Linked DNA regions of Mus musculus: region 1 is linked to region 2. A link is a contact called in public HiChIP or PLAC-seq data. All regions are on one chromosome and are shown on one strand. Each heading gives the region's core, a stretch centred on a gene start, on an enhancer-like site or on the middle of the called end of the contact. The rest is flanking DNA. Distances are from core to core; before and after follow the strand shown. Region 1 overlaps Rxra (retinoid X receptor alpha). Region 2 overlaps Vav2 (vav 2 oncogene).

The links. HiChIP or PLAC-seq counts read pairs in DNA pulled down with a chosen protein or histone mark.
Region 1: an H3K27ac HiChIP or PLAC-seq map of microglia shows a contact between it and region 2, with 4 times the contacts expected there. The contact joins two enhancer-like sites. A contact is called at or near these places in 2 of 115 datasets of contacts at active chromatin or transcription factors (large pre-B cells and microglia) and 1 of 9 other capture datasets (pancreatic islet).

What each region holds. Positions count from the first base shown.
Region 1 is chr2:27,719,585-27,722,836 of GRCm38.p6, forward strand. The region is part of intron 1 of Rxra (retinoid X receptor alpha); the gene reads left to right. Among named protein-coding and RNA genes, the nearest start is that of Rxra, 44 kb to the left of the region's middle. Within about 2 kb of position 1,732, at least 22 of the 459 cell types and tissues checked have an H3K27ac peak or open chromatin away from gene starts, as enhancers often do. A contact at or near this core is called in microglia, where this site is marked.
Region 2 is chr2:27,365,011-27,368,587 of GRCm38.p6, forward strand. All of the region lies in intron 2 of Vav2 (vav 2 oncogene), which reads right to left. Among named protein-coding and RNA genes, the nearest start is that of Vav2, 61 kb to the right of the region's middle. Within about 2 kb of position 1,366, at least 9 of the 459 cell types and tissues checked have an H3K27ac peak or open chromatin away from gene starts, as enhancers often do. A contact at or near this core is called in microglia, where this site is marked.

The DNA of each region.
Region 1 (3,252 bases), core at 482-2,981, 350 kb after region 2:
GAACTTTGTCAGATTCTCCAGTGAAGAGCCTTCCTGTACGGGAGAAGGGTCTGGTGCTGATTTGAGTTGAGTTGGAGGTGGCACTGGCCACCCAGGCTGGCGGAAGCCCTGGCGTGCAGCTTGGCATTGGTGCAGGCTAGGCCTATGTAAGCTGCTACCCTCGGGAGAGGTGGCTGCACGGGCCAGGGCGGGGCTGAGGGCGGGGAGCAGGCTTTCAATGACTTTGATGGGATTAGAAGCAAACCCAGCAGGAATCCTGGTTCAGGGCCAGGCCGGGGAGGAGAGCTGGTGAGGCCCTTTCAGGAGCGCCTGGCCATCCAACGGAGTACTGAGGACTTGTCATCTCAGGGATAGTGGTGCATGCTTTCCAATGAACCCAGCATCTGGAAGCCCAGACAGCTGTGGTGTGTTATGTGCAGGGCCCTACTCCTGGATTCTCCACTTACACTTCCTGTGTTCAGAAGTGGAACAGGGAGAAGTGGCCTAGGCCTGTGGCCCCGTGGGTTTTAGGGACATGAATGTTTGCCACCTTAGTAAGAGCTAAACTCCAGTGTGCCCAGAAAACAGGCCTTGGCCCCCATTTCCAAATTCCTGTGGGTCACAAGAACCACGGCAATAGCCCTTACCATTAAGTTGGTCTTCAGATGGTAGGTCACCAAGCTCAGTGGACCTGGCCACAGAGAGGGGGCGTTGGCTCTATGCAACATTTGATAAGTAGGAGTCCACAAGCCACAGGCTCCAAGATGCCATCTTACACCCTGCCTCCAGAGTCCTCCCAGCCTGGCTGTGGCCTTTTGCTTAGAGGGATCCTGGCTGTGATTTTGTTGTTTCCTCAAGTCAGATTATCCTGCTCTCTGCCCACGTCCTGGCCAGAGAGAGGCCCTGCTTTATGTCCAGGTGAGGACAGAGTCTCTCATTTGTCCTCATGTGTCTTTTCTGCATCTGTCCACTGGCTAGCAGATGCAACTCAGCCAGGTCACCTGCCTGCTGGCTTAGTTCTGTGACTTCCATCCAGATCCCTCAGCCCAGCCTGAGGGCCCTTCCACCTTGGCCACACCTCTGCACAGCAGGACTGATGTCATGTTGTCCCCTGTTGGGCCTGCTTGTCTTTGCTTGGTTGTGTCCCATCTCACTTCTTCCCTTTGATTTCTCCTTCAGATTGCACCCTATGCTCCTTCATAGGATTGGATGAGAGTAGCCCCCACACCTCAGGAGTCTGTTCCATGTCCTGGATATTCCCAGGGTTGCAGAATCCTGAGCCCACCTTAATTGTACCTATAACTCTGGGCAAAAGTCTAGTCATCTTAGCATGATGTTGGAAGATAAATGGGACTGTGAGCAGTGACCAGTGTGAGAGGAAGCAGGCTGCTCAGTGGGTTCTCAGGCCAGGGCTGAGGTACTTTGAGGTACTGTGAGAGGGTGTGCTTCACTCTGCCATCTGTGGGGTCTATGACTGGGCCCTGGGATGGGAGCAGCCCCCACCGGTCTGAGCCAGTGTCTGGTTCTGGGTTACAGATGCTACTTGTACAGCTAGGGTTCACTGTGTCCCTAGCCTCCCTTATTCCTGGGAGACATACAGGACATCTTGGTTTCTCAGTCTCAGTGGAAGGACACCAGGCCCTGGCTGGTCAAAAGTGGAACTCTTGCTGGGCCTTCCCTCCCTGTGGCCTATGCTAGACTGCACGCCAGCCTTGCCCTACTGTGGGAAGCAATATGAGCTTCCTCAGTCTCAAAACTTGCTGGACTCTCACAGCGGGAGGGCCGGCATCTCCCTTGATCTAGGTTGGAGGTTCCCTAGGCCTACAGGCATGCAGAGCAGACTCCATCACCTCAGGGCCATGTCCTCTGGGCACTGGAAGGTCTGTGGTTCTCATAGGCTGTTCAGCTTCAGAGTCAGGACTACGGCTCTCTTGGTCTGTCCATGGGCATGTAGTGTCGTGCTGTGCGTAGTTGTCTGTTGTGTTTTCCCCCTTGCCCCCAGCCTACCTGAAAATGACCTTCAGGAATCCTTTTCTGAAGCCTCTGTCTGTCTGTGTGACTGGATGGCCGGGTGGAGTTCAGGGCATCCTGGTTCCCATCTCCTGTCTTGCCTCTCAGTGGACCAAGCTTGGCTTTGGCACTGCTGCTGCCTACCGGCAGCAAGCCCGGGCAGGTGAGTGTTCCATGGATACCTGTGGTGTGGGCCAGAGGCGGTGTGCTGGCCCTGTGAGTCACTTGGATCCTGAAGTGGGGGTGGCAGGGTTGGCTGCAGCTGAGAGGCTCAGGCTGACAGGCCAAGGCTTGCCTGTAGCTACTTGATGGAGCCAGGTAGGAGCCTGCTTGAGATGTGGTTGGACAGGGCTGTGTGGTCACAGGAAGTAAGGAGTCTCCTTTGGGGCAGTGTTCATGAGACCAGACCTTAGTGGCTACTGATAAATGGGCCCAGTTTGCCAAATGGTCTTCAATCTCGAGGCTAGCTGGGTCTTCCAAGAGGATCAGGAAGGACTTCTTGGAGAAGGTACCCTTGATGGGAAAACCCAGAGAGATTGACCATGTGGGATCAACCAGGCAGGACCAGATGGGCCCTGATGGCTGATGGTCATGTGGCCTTCTGTATGTGGGGCCCACAAGGACATTGACTTTAGGTAGGCACTGTTCAGGGAGAGGTAAGTCTACCGGGGAGCCAGGCAAAGTGTCTGATGTCAGGTGTGGTACTTAGTGGGTGCTCTCAGGGTCCTTCTCTCTCCTCTGCCCTGAGGCCCAGACTAGGCCTTTGATCCTTGTGCTGAGGCTCCATCAGTATGTCAGGTGGAGGAAGAGGGACAATCACTGCAACATTGTGGCTAAGTCTAGCCTACAGGAGCTCGGTCTGTCCACTGTGCTTAGCCTGGCTGCCTGTGGTAGGACGGAAGTTGAGGTCTGGGTGGGGGGTGTGCCCTGAGCCTGGGGAGGGAGGGGTTGGATTCGTTGGACTGAAAGGAGGAGGATGAGAGGCAAGGGTGAAAGCAAGTCGACCCCATGCTTCCCTGGAACAGTGGGTCTGCTTGAGGGGTAAGAGGTGGGGTCTTTAGGTCACATGTTTACCCCTCCGCCACCCGTGAGGGATGTGTTATGCTAGTCAGTGTATGGTGGCCATGGCTGTTCACATCAGCCTTTTTAGTTCTCATGGCGTGAACACCACCATGGCTGACCCAAAGCCACCTATGTGATGTCATGTCACCCTGTTAAAGAACTGACTGCAGAAGAACTGGTCCTGCTGTTTGTTCTGCCTCC
Region 2 (3,577 bases), core at 116-2,615:
TAAGGCTGTGAGTGCCCCTGTCACTACAGAGGGGACACGAATGGTCAGGAGGGAGAAGTAAGGAGAACCATGGTCACCTGTCCAGCAAGGTCAGATGGGCCAGTGACAGACAGGCTGGACACAGCCCTTCTCTAGAACACAAATCTGATTTCCACCATCTCTGGGGTTTTGTGTGTTTCGTTTTGAGAGAGAACCTCACTCTGTAGACCAGGCTGGCCCTAAACTAGCAGAGATCCTCTTGCCTCAGCCCTTGGGAGACTGGGATTAAAGGTGTGCACCGCCACACCTGACCTTTTCTTTTCTTAAGTATTCACTTGTCTTTTTTCAGATTTATTTTTAACTACATGTAGATATATTTTTCTGTGTGTGGGGTATATGCACATGTGAGTACAGGTGTCTACACAGTCCAAAAGAGAGCTTCAAACTCCCCTGGAACTAGAATTACAAGTGATTGTGAGTCATCCAACTTCGGAACTGGGAACCAAGCCAAACAACAGTACCCATCCTTAATCACCGGGCCATCTCTCCATCAAGACAGATCTTCATTTCTCGTTATGGCTATGTATTTGTCTGAGTGGCTGCAAAGCCCAGAGATCCCCTGAAGCTGGAATTATAGGTTCTTGTGAGCCACCCAACTCGGGTACTAGGAACTGAACTTGAGTCCTCTGGAATTCCAGAGAAGAAAAAGTTCTTAAGCGGAGCTGGAGAGATGGCTCAGGGGTTAAGAGCATCAACTGCTCTTCCAAAGGTCCTGTGTTCAAATCCCAGCAACCACATGGTGGCTCACAACCATCCTTAATGAGATATGATGCCTTCTTCTGGCATGTCTGAAGACAGCTACAATGTACTTACAATAAATAAATGAATGAATGAATAAATAAATAAATAAATAAATAAATCTTTAAAAAATAATAATAAAGTTCTTAAGCATTAAACCAGCTCTCTAGCCCCCCAAAAGATGGGTTAAAGGGAACTGGAGTTATAGATTGGAGTCCTCTGCAAGAGCAGCAAGCGCTCTTAACCACTGAACTCTCTCTCTCTCTCCAGCCCCCCTGTAAGGGATTTGAGCAGAACACCACTCAATAAAACCTCGGCCACTGACACATTGTAACCAACAACCTACATTTCCTTAGAGGACCATCAAAGCCTGGCAAAGAGCAGAGAGCAGCAATGTTACCCTCCTCCAAAGCAGAGGTACAGAAAGGAGGGGTGACGGTCTGCCCACACATGCAAAAGAGGCAAGTGGATCTGTTAGAGGTCAGCCTGGTCTACATGGCAAGCTCCAGGTCAGCCAGGGCTACACAGTGAGACACAGTCTCAAAAAGGAAAGTGCCCCAAAGTAAGAAAAGCTCTGAAAGCCTCCAGCAAACCACACATCAGCATTGTGAATACAGACAAAATACTTAGCACAGAAAACGGGAAAAGAGAATGCTGACATTTTAAATCAGTGGGAAAGGAACTCGAAAATCAGCAAAGTGCTTGCCTTGCAAGCACAAGGACCTGCCATCGATCCCCAGAACCCGTGGGGGAAATGTTAAGTCTGTAGGAATATACTTGTGATTCCAGCATGGAGTGGGCAGGAAGATCCCTAGGCCTCAGTGGCAGACCTGCCAGCCTAGCGGAATGAGCGAGCTCAGACACGAGAGCCTGTCTCAAAAGAGGGAGAGACCTGTGGTTGTCCTCTGGCCCTCCACACCAAGTACATATACACCGCACTCAAGCACACACTGCATGCTTGCACATAGAACATGCACAGATGTGCACTAGAATTGAAAAACTCCCAGGGACTATAGAGATGGCTTGGGGTGAAGAATTTGCCCTGCAAACCTGAGGCCTAAAGTTTAGATCCCTGGAGACTACGCACACACCAGGTGGTTGGCCAGTCTGCAATCCTAGCCTCAAAAGGCAGAGATGGGATCTCTAGATCAAGGTGGTTAGTGAAACTAGCCATACTGGTGAGCTCTCTATCAACCTCAGACCTCCACGTGCGTGCACAGGCAACCACAAACACACATCACATGCACACATGGAAAGAAAAAACAAAAAAACAAAAAAACTAGAAGGCAAAGAATAGATTCCCTCAAGACAGAACACATCTCAGGGATGGACTCTGTAGGGTCTATAAGGGCTCCCTGTTCAGCTGAGAACAAAAACAAGACTTGTGTGTGCAGAGTCCCCTCTTCAAAGGTATCTACAACTTAGCAGGGAGGGGCAGGGAGGAGTGGAGGTCAGAGAGGCATCCTCTTCTTCAGGGCCAACTGCAGAGCAGCTGCTGGGTACTGGGGTCAGGTCCTGCTCTCCCCTTCTATTTCTACGTTGGAAGTATAGGCTGGTCCTCCTCAAATCTAAGTCCCTGAAGTGATCACAGAGCTTCCATTCACTAGTGAAACACAACAACTGGGACCAGTTTACAGGAGCATCCTGGCATTCCCAGACCTCCAGCTTTGTAGAGACTGGCTGAAGTATGAGGCATGGTCTGCAGCATGCCCAGAGGCAGACATCTGCAAGCAGCCTCCTCGGACTGGGCCAGGAGATGCTGTCATTGGATCTGATCCTATGAACATGGATGGCACATCCCTTAAAGCAATCCTGGAATATTCCCAAAGACATCACAGCTGGAGAATCCTCAGCATACTCTGGTCCCTGATACAAGGTCCAGACACATCTAAAAGACACTTCTAGCACCCACTGGAGTCAGGCTCAGGACCCAAGAACTGGGTACCAGAATAGCCTTGGTGGCCTTGAGGTCCCCTTCCAGTCTGTCCCACCAGTTACTACAAGGATACCAGCCCAGTATAGTTCTACAAGTGGTGCAGTCTCAGCACTACTTCTGTGGAACTGGGACACCAGACAACACCCCACGCTACAGAACTCTGGATAAACTGAGGGGGGTCATGCCCTAGGGTCCCCAGGAAGACAGTGGACACGCCAACAGGTTCCTCTGGATTCTCAGTCCAGAGAGAAAATCCAGTCAAAAGTCACCCAGTGTACTTCCATCAGAGCCCATACTACCTCCCTGGGGCACAAGTGAACAGTGGTAGCCACATCACTTCCCTAGGGCACATGTGAGGGCAGGTTCCCACGTCACCTCCCTGAGGCACACAGAGCACCAGGGCCCCATGTCACGTCCCTGCAGCACAGGTGAACAACATTACTTACATCACCTTCCTGATGCATATGTGAGGACAGGACCTCCCATCATCTCCCTGGAACACACACAAACACCCACATCCTTGCTACTTCCTATGCCTTCTCCCTGGGGGAACTTTGAGCACCCATGAGGGCTGGGGCCCCACATCACCTCCCTATTATAGTTGTAAGAGCCACAGCCTGTCACCTCCCTGGGATACAATAAGCAGAGTTCTACATCATCCCCCTCGGGTAAATGTGAGCATCACCTCCCTGGGGCACACACGAGGACCAGGAGAGCCTGGCACTGTGTAATCCTCAGATCCATTTGCTGAACCCAGACTGTGACCAGTAAATAGCAGCTGTGTTCCAGAAAGAACCTGTCCCCTGGCTACAGTTTGATGAAGGAAAGGAAGCATGCCCTTAACAACTTCTAGAACCTTCCCTG